Linked DNA regions of Triticum aestivum: region 1 is linked to region 2. A link is a contact called in public Hi-C data. All regions are on one chromosome and are shown on one strand. The core of a region is the stretch at or near the end of the contact, and the rest is flanking DNA. Distances in the headings are between cores, read along the strand shown. Region 1 holds the start of LOC123161288. Region 2 has its middle 28 kb from the start of LOC123162197.

What was found. A called contact is a pair of places that touch in the nucleus more often than the background predicts.
Region 1: a Hi-C map of leaf shows a contact between it and region 2, with 10 times the contacts expected there. The contact joins the promoter of LOC123161288 here to the enhancer-like site in region 2. A contact is called at or near these places in 2 of 5 Hi-C or Micro-C datasets (both in leaf).

The regions. Positions count from the first base shown.
Region 1 is chr7B:214,074,347-214,078,036 of IWGSC CS RefSeq v2.1, forward strand. LOC123161288 reads left to right here and starts at 1,595. Exons shown (of 1, transcript XM_044579135.1): 1 at 1,595-2,501. The coding sequence starts at 1,740. The coding sequence ends at 2,219.
Region 2 is chr7B:213,720,715-213,724,224 of IWGSC CS RefSeq v2.1, forward strand. No RefSeq gene overlaps it. Among protein-coding and RNA genes, the nearest start is that of LOC123162197, 28 kb to the right of the region's middle. Within about 2 kb of position 1,262, at least 3 of the 8 cell types and tissues checked have an H3K27ac peak or open chromatin away from gene starts, as enhancers often do. A contact at or near this core is called in leaf, where this site is marked.

The DNA.
Region 1 (3,690 bases), core at 345-2,844, 350 kb after region 2:
GATACCGACTAGTGACTGCACAAATTAGGCAAGAAGATATTACAAGCACGGCCCCTGCACGGGTGCAATGTCATTTCACTCCATACCTTAAAAGAGGAGGAAATGGCGCAATTACGTCTCAAAAAAAATGGGTCATTTAACCCCCACCATTTCCTGCAACCAACTGCTGTCATCTCCCGAGCTGTCGGTCGATGGATGCGTCCTTGCCACACTCATGTCCACCACCTCTCCCGGAGGCCAGCCGGAGGTGGGTGGTAATCTAATGGAATTGGTCGTACCTTTGCCTTGCGTCGCGCATGCATGCAATGCACGGTCTGGATCTCCTCCGGAAGTGTTTATTCTCACTTGCTCACACCATCATTGCCTTCCCTACATACATGCCTTGCTTGCTCCCATCCAGTATGCATGTTTCCTTTTTCTCTACTAGTAGCTTCAAATCATTGGGTTCACCACAATTGTGTTCTGGGCACCGGTTCCCTTCGCGCCAAAGATGCTACGCACGAGGGTTTGGCAAAGTTCATGCCTCGATGGAAAATAACTAGTACTGGTAGAACCCCATGTAGTGTCTAGGAGTACACATGTATCTGTATATGTAGCAATCTATTGTCAGGGATTACAAGTTTTTTCTAGTGGAGATGTTACAGTTGGGAAGTTTTCCTTCCGGCCGAGGAGTCGGCATGCAATTTCTTTTCTGCCATTGTCTTTACAAATACTTAATTAAGTACCTTTTTGCGGGTGTTTAATTAAATACTTGAATATATCATGCATCTAATTTTTTCTGAAAGTATTTCTTTTTTCAGACATGTTGTGATACAAGTTAATGGCCAAAACTGTGGTTAGACGACCGCGCCAATACGCATCTAGGAACATACTCCCTCCGTCCTAAAATTGTTGTCTTAGATTTGTTTAAAAACGGATGTATCATGTCACGTTTTAGTAATGTATCTAGGCAAATTTAAAACAAGAATTTTGAGACGGGGGAAGTATATTATATAGCACAATGTGCATCTAATCTTAATTCCTCTCGCATCTAAAGACAAATTCTTCACTCATGCAGGAGCTATGCCCATCCATCAAACTGGTGTTGGTTTTATTTGGACACCCCCCACTCCATTCATAAACTACAAGCTTATTTTCTTTTTGCAAGTACAAAAATTACATTCTGAAATTTATATCTTTGGTCGAAATAACGTACAACTTCAGGTGGATGAAGTTTACAAAGATTTTAGTTGCATGTATATTATCCTTCATCTGATAATCTACGAGTTTGAGAAAGACATTTGCAAACAATCCAGGCAACTAAAAAAATCTATTCAAAGTACACAAATGCCCCTTTTATTTAAATAAAGAATACTTAAATAAATAAAATAAAGAGCCCTGTATCCAAGTGATATCTGGAACACCGAAAGGCAGCGTCTCCAACTCAAGAAAAGAAAGACAACGCCTGATCCGACGGTGGGTAATTAAAACCAATTAATCTCATATTTTCTTCAACTCTTGCAGGAAAAAGGCAAAGGATTTAATTCAACTTACCCCACCCAAAGCCGTTTATCTCTTTCTCTCTCCGGGCGACTATTTAACAGCCTTGGCGCGACCGCCTTGGGATCCTATTCGCTCTCCCTCTCCTTCCTTGATCTCTCCTCCTCCCCTTCCCCAACCCAAGTTTCCACCCGCCGGCCTCTTCTCCTCTCCCGCACCCAACCATCTCGACCCACACCCGCAATTTACCGCGCCAAGGGATGACCTCTACACCCGCGGGCGACGTCCTGCCGGCGCTGCCGCCGATCAGGAAGAGGGCGGCGGTGGCCGATCCTACGCCTGACCACGCATCGGCCTCGACGACGACGGTGCCGGAAGCGGAGCCCCTGCCGGCTCCCGTGGCGGCGGAGGAAGAGGTGGTGGCGGAGTCCCGGACGCCGGCTGCGGTGGCGGACGAAGAGGAGGAGGAGGAGGAGGAGGAGGAGGAGCCCAGGACACCGACTTCGGAGGAGAGCAAGCTCCGGCCGCCGACCGAGTGCCCCGGCGCGCCGAGGAAGCCCGTGGCTTTGGTCGGTACGAGGCCATCGCCGAAGCGGCCGCTGCGCTTCTTCGACGTCCCGGGCGACCTCTCCGCCGTGTTCATGGCCCTGCCGCCCAAGAAGCGGATCCGCGCTCCGCCATGCCTAGTCGCCTTCCGCCCGAGGTGCGGGACCGCGTGGGGCCATGGATCGGCGCTGTAGCCCCGGCTGGCCGTAATTTATGGGCTCCATGGTGCAATTGTTCATTTATCGGCGAATTCTTGGAGTTCTTGCGTTCCTCTTCTTTCTTTCTTTCTCTTTCTTGCGGCGGCTTCTTGGTTTCCACGGCCATGATATAGTATAATCTCTAGTGCAAATAATTAACGCGTTATTTTGCCATTTTCTCTGTCTTTCTGATTTTTAGTGGGTTTGTGTGAAGGAGAAATTGTACTAGAATTGAAAAGGTTGGTATTTATATAATATAGGGATGATGATTGGGGAAAAGAACAGGAGTTGTAAGAGAATTTCCTGTTAATTACCGACTATTGCAGCTAACAGTTCTGAAAAATCGTCTGAAGTACACTCTGATGTTCTTTATTTCCGGTTTTCCGTTTAAATCTCTTCGATTCTTGTGCCTGTCGCATCTCGAATTCTACACATGTTGGCAGTCTGACAAAAGGCAGACACTTTCGGTGGTGCCAATTAACTCCTCTGGGCCTGAAGAACAAGGAAAGATTTTTGATCAGTTTAACTGAATTCGCTCAAGTTAATGGCTTTAAGCTGTTGATCGAACTGCCCATTGTGTGGAGGAAGAAAAAATGATTTTTTTTCCCTTCGAATTATTGGTGCATCCACGAAGGGAGAAGTAGGAGTATGTAGGAGTAGCATGTATGCAGCGGCGAGCAGAAGAAAATCGGTCAGGTGGAGGGTATGGGTTGGGATGTACTTTTGGTTGTTTTGTCCCAGCACAGCACTGGCGAGAATGAAGAGGAAGATTTGCAGCAGAGAATCTTCTATTCATGAGAACAACATGACATAGGTTTTTCCTGCAAAAAAAAAATCCCCAGCTGCAGCTGCCTGTTTGCTGTTGATGGCAGCTGCCTGTACGGCATTGGTCAGTTTCAGTGCTGCAAATCTGGTGTTGTTCAGTTAACTGGGCGTCGGTTGGGATTGTTGTGCATGGAGGTGTTGAGATCCATGGGAGAAGGGAAGCGGAAGGAAGGGGCGGTGCGTTGCGTGTTTGACGAGCCATGGATGGATCCTGACTGAGTAAGTGGGAAGGAGAAAGAAGCGGAGGCTGAAAGTTTCCTGGCTTGACTCACTCACATCACACGGGCTGGCTGTTACATTTTGCAGTTACAGAACGCAGGAATAGGTCTCGCCCCCTCCCTGCCTTGTTTTAGCAAAGCATTATTATGCGTGAGAGGGAGAGAGAGAGAGGCGAGGCGAGGCGGAGCAGGCAGGCGTACAGGATGCGTGGTCGTACGTTGGTGGAGTACTTATTAAGCTGGGCAATGCGGTGGCATGCACAGCACGGCCATGGCCAGGCCAAGAGAGGTAGGGGAGGGAGGTGGAGGGATTCGTGCAGAGACAGACAGGCGCATGTGCCGGGGATCGTCAAAGTGGAAGTGGGTAGGGGGAGGACGCGGTGAAGCGAAGAAAGGAAGCCAAGCAAGCAACCGGGGAATCTGAA
Region 2 (3,510 bases), core at 12-2,511:
AACCCGCTTCTCTCTGAAGTCCTCCGCTGTGGCAGCTGCCATGGTAGCATCGACGACGCCAGGCGGCGCTCCATTGCAGCGCCAGCAAAGCTTCAACGCCCCTGAGACGCTTCATTGAATCTCCGGCGCGCTCCGTTGCAACTCCGGCGACGCTTCGTTGCAGCTCCGCCGACGATTCATTGTAACCACGCGCGCTTCACTTCAACTCCGGCGGCCCCGCCAATGCTTCATCGCAACTCCGGCGAGCCTCCTCTGCTTCATCGGCTGCTGCAGCTCGCCGGCCAGCCTTCAGCACCGCACCCTTGCAGCACCAGCTGAGCATCGACGTCCCGATGCGCACCGACGGAGCTCCGGTGGCCCGGTGCAGTACCGACAGAGCTCAACGCCCCTGACAGCGATGATGCGATAGGTGGTCAGTTGCAGACCGACGACAAGCCTCGGACGGCGGTGCTGCACCGCGACGCGAAAAGAACTTTGATGTAGCACCGTTGATGACCGCTGACGAAGCTCCATTGCAGCCGCGACAGAGCTCCAACAACTCCGGCGACGCTCCATTGCAACACCGAGCGCTACATCACAGCTCCGGGGCCGCCCGCGAGTGTTGCATCACAGCACCCGAAGCCGTCGACGAAGCTCCTTTGCAGCACTGAGGTTTCATGGCAAATCCGGGCCACCGGCGAGTGCTTCATTGCAGCACTGGGAGCCGCCGATGAGGCTCCATCGCAGCTCCGGGCCGCCCGCGAGCGCTGCATCGCAGCACCGGGAGCCGCCAGCGAGCGCTCCATTGCAGCGCCACTGCGCGACCCTCCGCGCGACCCCCATTTTAACGTCGGTGATCCCCTTGCACCAGCGTCAACGGGCGGGCTTGCAGCGGGCGTCATCTCCTAGATGCCCATTGTAGCACGCGAGCAGCGCCCCCTCCCCCCAAGCTGTCGGTGCTGCAACGTCGGCGACGAGCCCTTCCGGCAGCATCGCGTCTGCAGTGTCTCTGGCTGGCCATCCAGTGCCGGTGAGTTTGCCTCATCTCCACGATGGCAGCATCGCGTCTGCAACATCTCCTTCAAAAAAAGAGGCCAACAGCGGCGCCTCCCACACACGATTCCGCGCTCGGCTGCTGCTTCGATTCACCGGTGAAAAATATGGGCGGGCGACGGAGGAGAGCATTGGCCGGAGGGAGGAAAACGAGCTACCTAGATCTCACAGGAGCGACGGTCAACGGACCAGTTGGATTTTCTTTGTGTGGCTGAGCTCGCGTGGGGATAACGCTGAGGATGGAGAAGCGGTGTGCGGGTCCTACCGGGATGCGTGGCAGACGTTGAAGGAGGTTTACGCCGCGCTGTTATCAGCCGGTTGACTTAAACATTTTCCATAATTAATTAGTTAGGAACGGTTTTACTTCCATTCATTCTTTTAGAAAACGAGAAAGCTAATTTCCAGTCGACTGGAAATTCGCCAACAGATCCGAACGACCCGTCCGTCGTTGGATCTAGATCCCACGATTACCAGCGAACCCACGTCATTCTCCTGCTCCATCGAAAAAATTATGCACTGAGTGGGTATCAAGCACACAACCTCTAACTTCACGTGCAGGCTGCCGACCAGCTGAACTAGCTCTTTTGTCTGTCCTAAAGCAGGCTAAGATCTTTTTCTAGTCTAGTTTAAATGGTCTTCTGAAAAAAAAACGCACGCACTGAAGACACTAGTAACGGCTTCCACTAATTTAGGCCTTAACCTCTCCTAGCCCATGCATGCATGCTGGATTGTTGATTGCGCACCTCCCACGCTAATCTTGTGATTTAAAGGAGACATGGCTGGGAGAAACCACCAGAGGGCACAATCAAGCTGAATGTGGACGCGAGTTTCGACATTGACAGTGGCACTGGCGCTACAGGTGCTATACTTCGAGACCACTCCGGTTTATTTGTGGCGGCATCTTGCAGCAATATTCCTTTTGTTGAAGAAGCGGCTACGGCGGAAGCACGAGGCTTAAGAGATGGACTTCTCCTCGCAAGTGAAACTGGATGCAACAAGATATGTGTAGAAGGTGATTGCATGGAAGTCACTGAAATCATGCAAAACGGAGGAAATTCGCTTGGACCGGCAGCAGCAATTTATGAAGAATGCTCTTTCTTAGCTCGTAATTTTATTTCTATAATTTTTTCTCATTGTCCTAGGGAAGCTAATATGGCGGCAGATTTGTTGGCTAGGAATTCCGAGATGTCTAGAACTATTATGTGGAAATCAGTGCCTCCGGATTTTCTGCTAGATGTATTGGCAAACGATATATCGCTGTTTTCACATGAAATATGAACCGCCATGATGGCTTTTCCCTCAAAAAAAAAGACCACCTCCGCACTAATCGTGATCTAAATTAATTCGCGAGGCCCACCTCCCCACTAATTCCACGATCTCCCGCACGTCCTCTTATGTCGATTTTTTCTTGTGATTGATGGCCACCGCTAGAAAACAAGGGATCGAGAAAAATAATTTGTGAGGAGAGTGAATTGAACTTGCGACCCATCAAACTAGGTAGCACTGCCCAAACCATCCCACCAAATGAAGCTATTTGACCGGTTTCTATGCATGTCAATTTCTTTACTTGACTTAACTAGTGCTACAAAATAGAATGGTAATGTTTGGAGCAGCCTAGATTTTCTCCCATTTTTGGTGGCTCTTGCCATTTACTCTTTTTTCGACAAAAAAAAAATCTATTTTCATCACTTTTTTTCTTTGTTGCGAGAATTTTTTTGCGAAAGCAGAAACAAGTTGTTGAAATATAACCCGGTAATTGTTTTATGAATGAAATGATAATTTATGATCGTAGACTTGATAACTTATGTACCATCATCATGAAAACTTTAGCCCAAAGAAAAGAAGTTCACACCCCAGAAACCTCCATGTGGATAGCATGGTAATATAAGCATCACAATTTTTTTTATCTCACGTGCAAACACCACAAACCCCCCCCAAAAAAAAGTTATTGAAGAATGTACTCCCGGTAATTTGTGTATAAATAGTATGATAAGATACGCATCGCTTACTTGATAACTTAAGTACAAACTACACGGTAACTTTGACAGGGTGAGTTGTTGAGAATATACCCCGGTAACTTTCATGTAAATGCATGGTAATACACTCACGGTATGGCTGATAATTCACATACAAATATTGTGATAACTTTTTGATCACAGAAAAAAATTGTTGACAAACATACACGGGTTACTGATACGGAAAAATAACATGGTAATATAGGCGCAGCAGAGCTGATAACTTACTTAGTCGAAGTGTGATAATATTTTGACCAGGGAAATAACTTACTGAATCGCCCTCCCCGGTAACTCATGTGCCTAGCATGGTAATATACACACAACAGTGTTGATAACTTTACTTAGCCCCATACATGGTAACTATTTTTGACTTGGGGGGGGGGGGGAGTGGGGTTGTTGAAAAATAGCATTGTAAATTCTATATGAAAGCATGGTAACATACGCACAACATACCTGATAACTC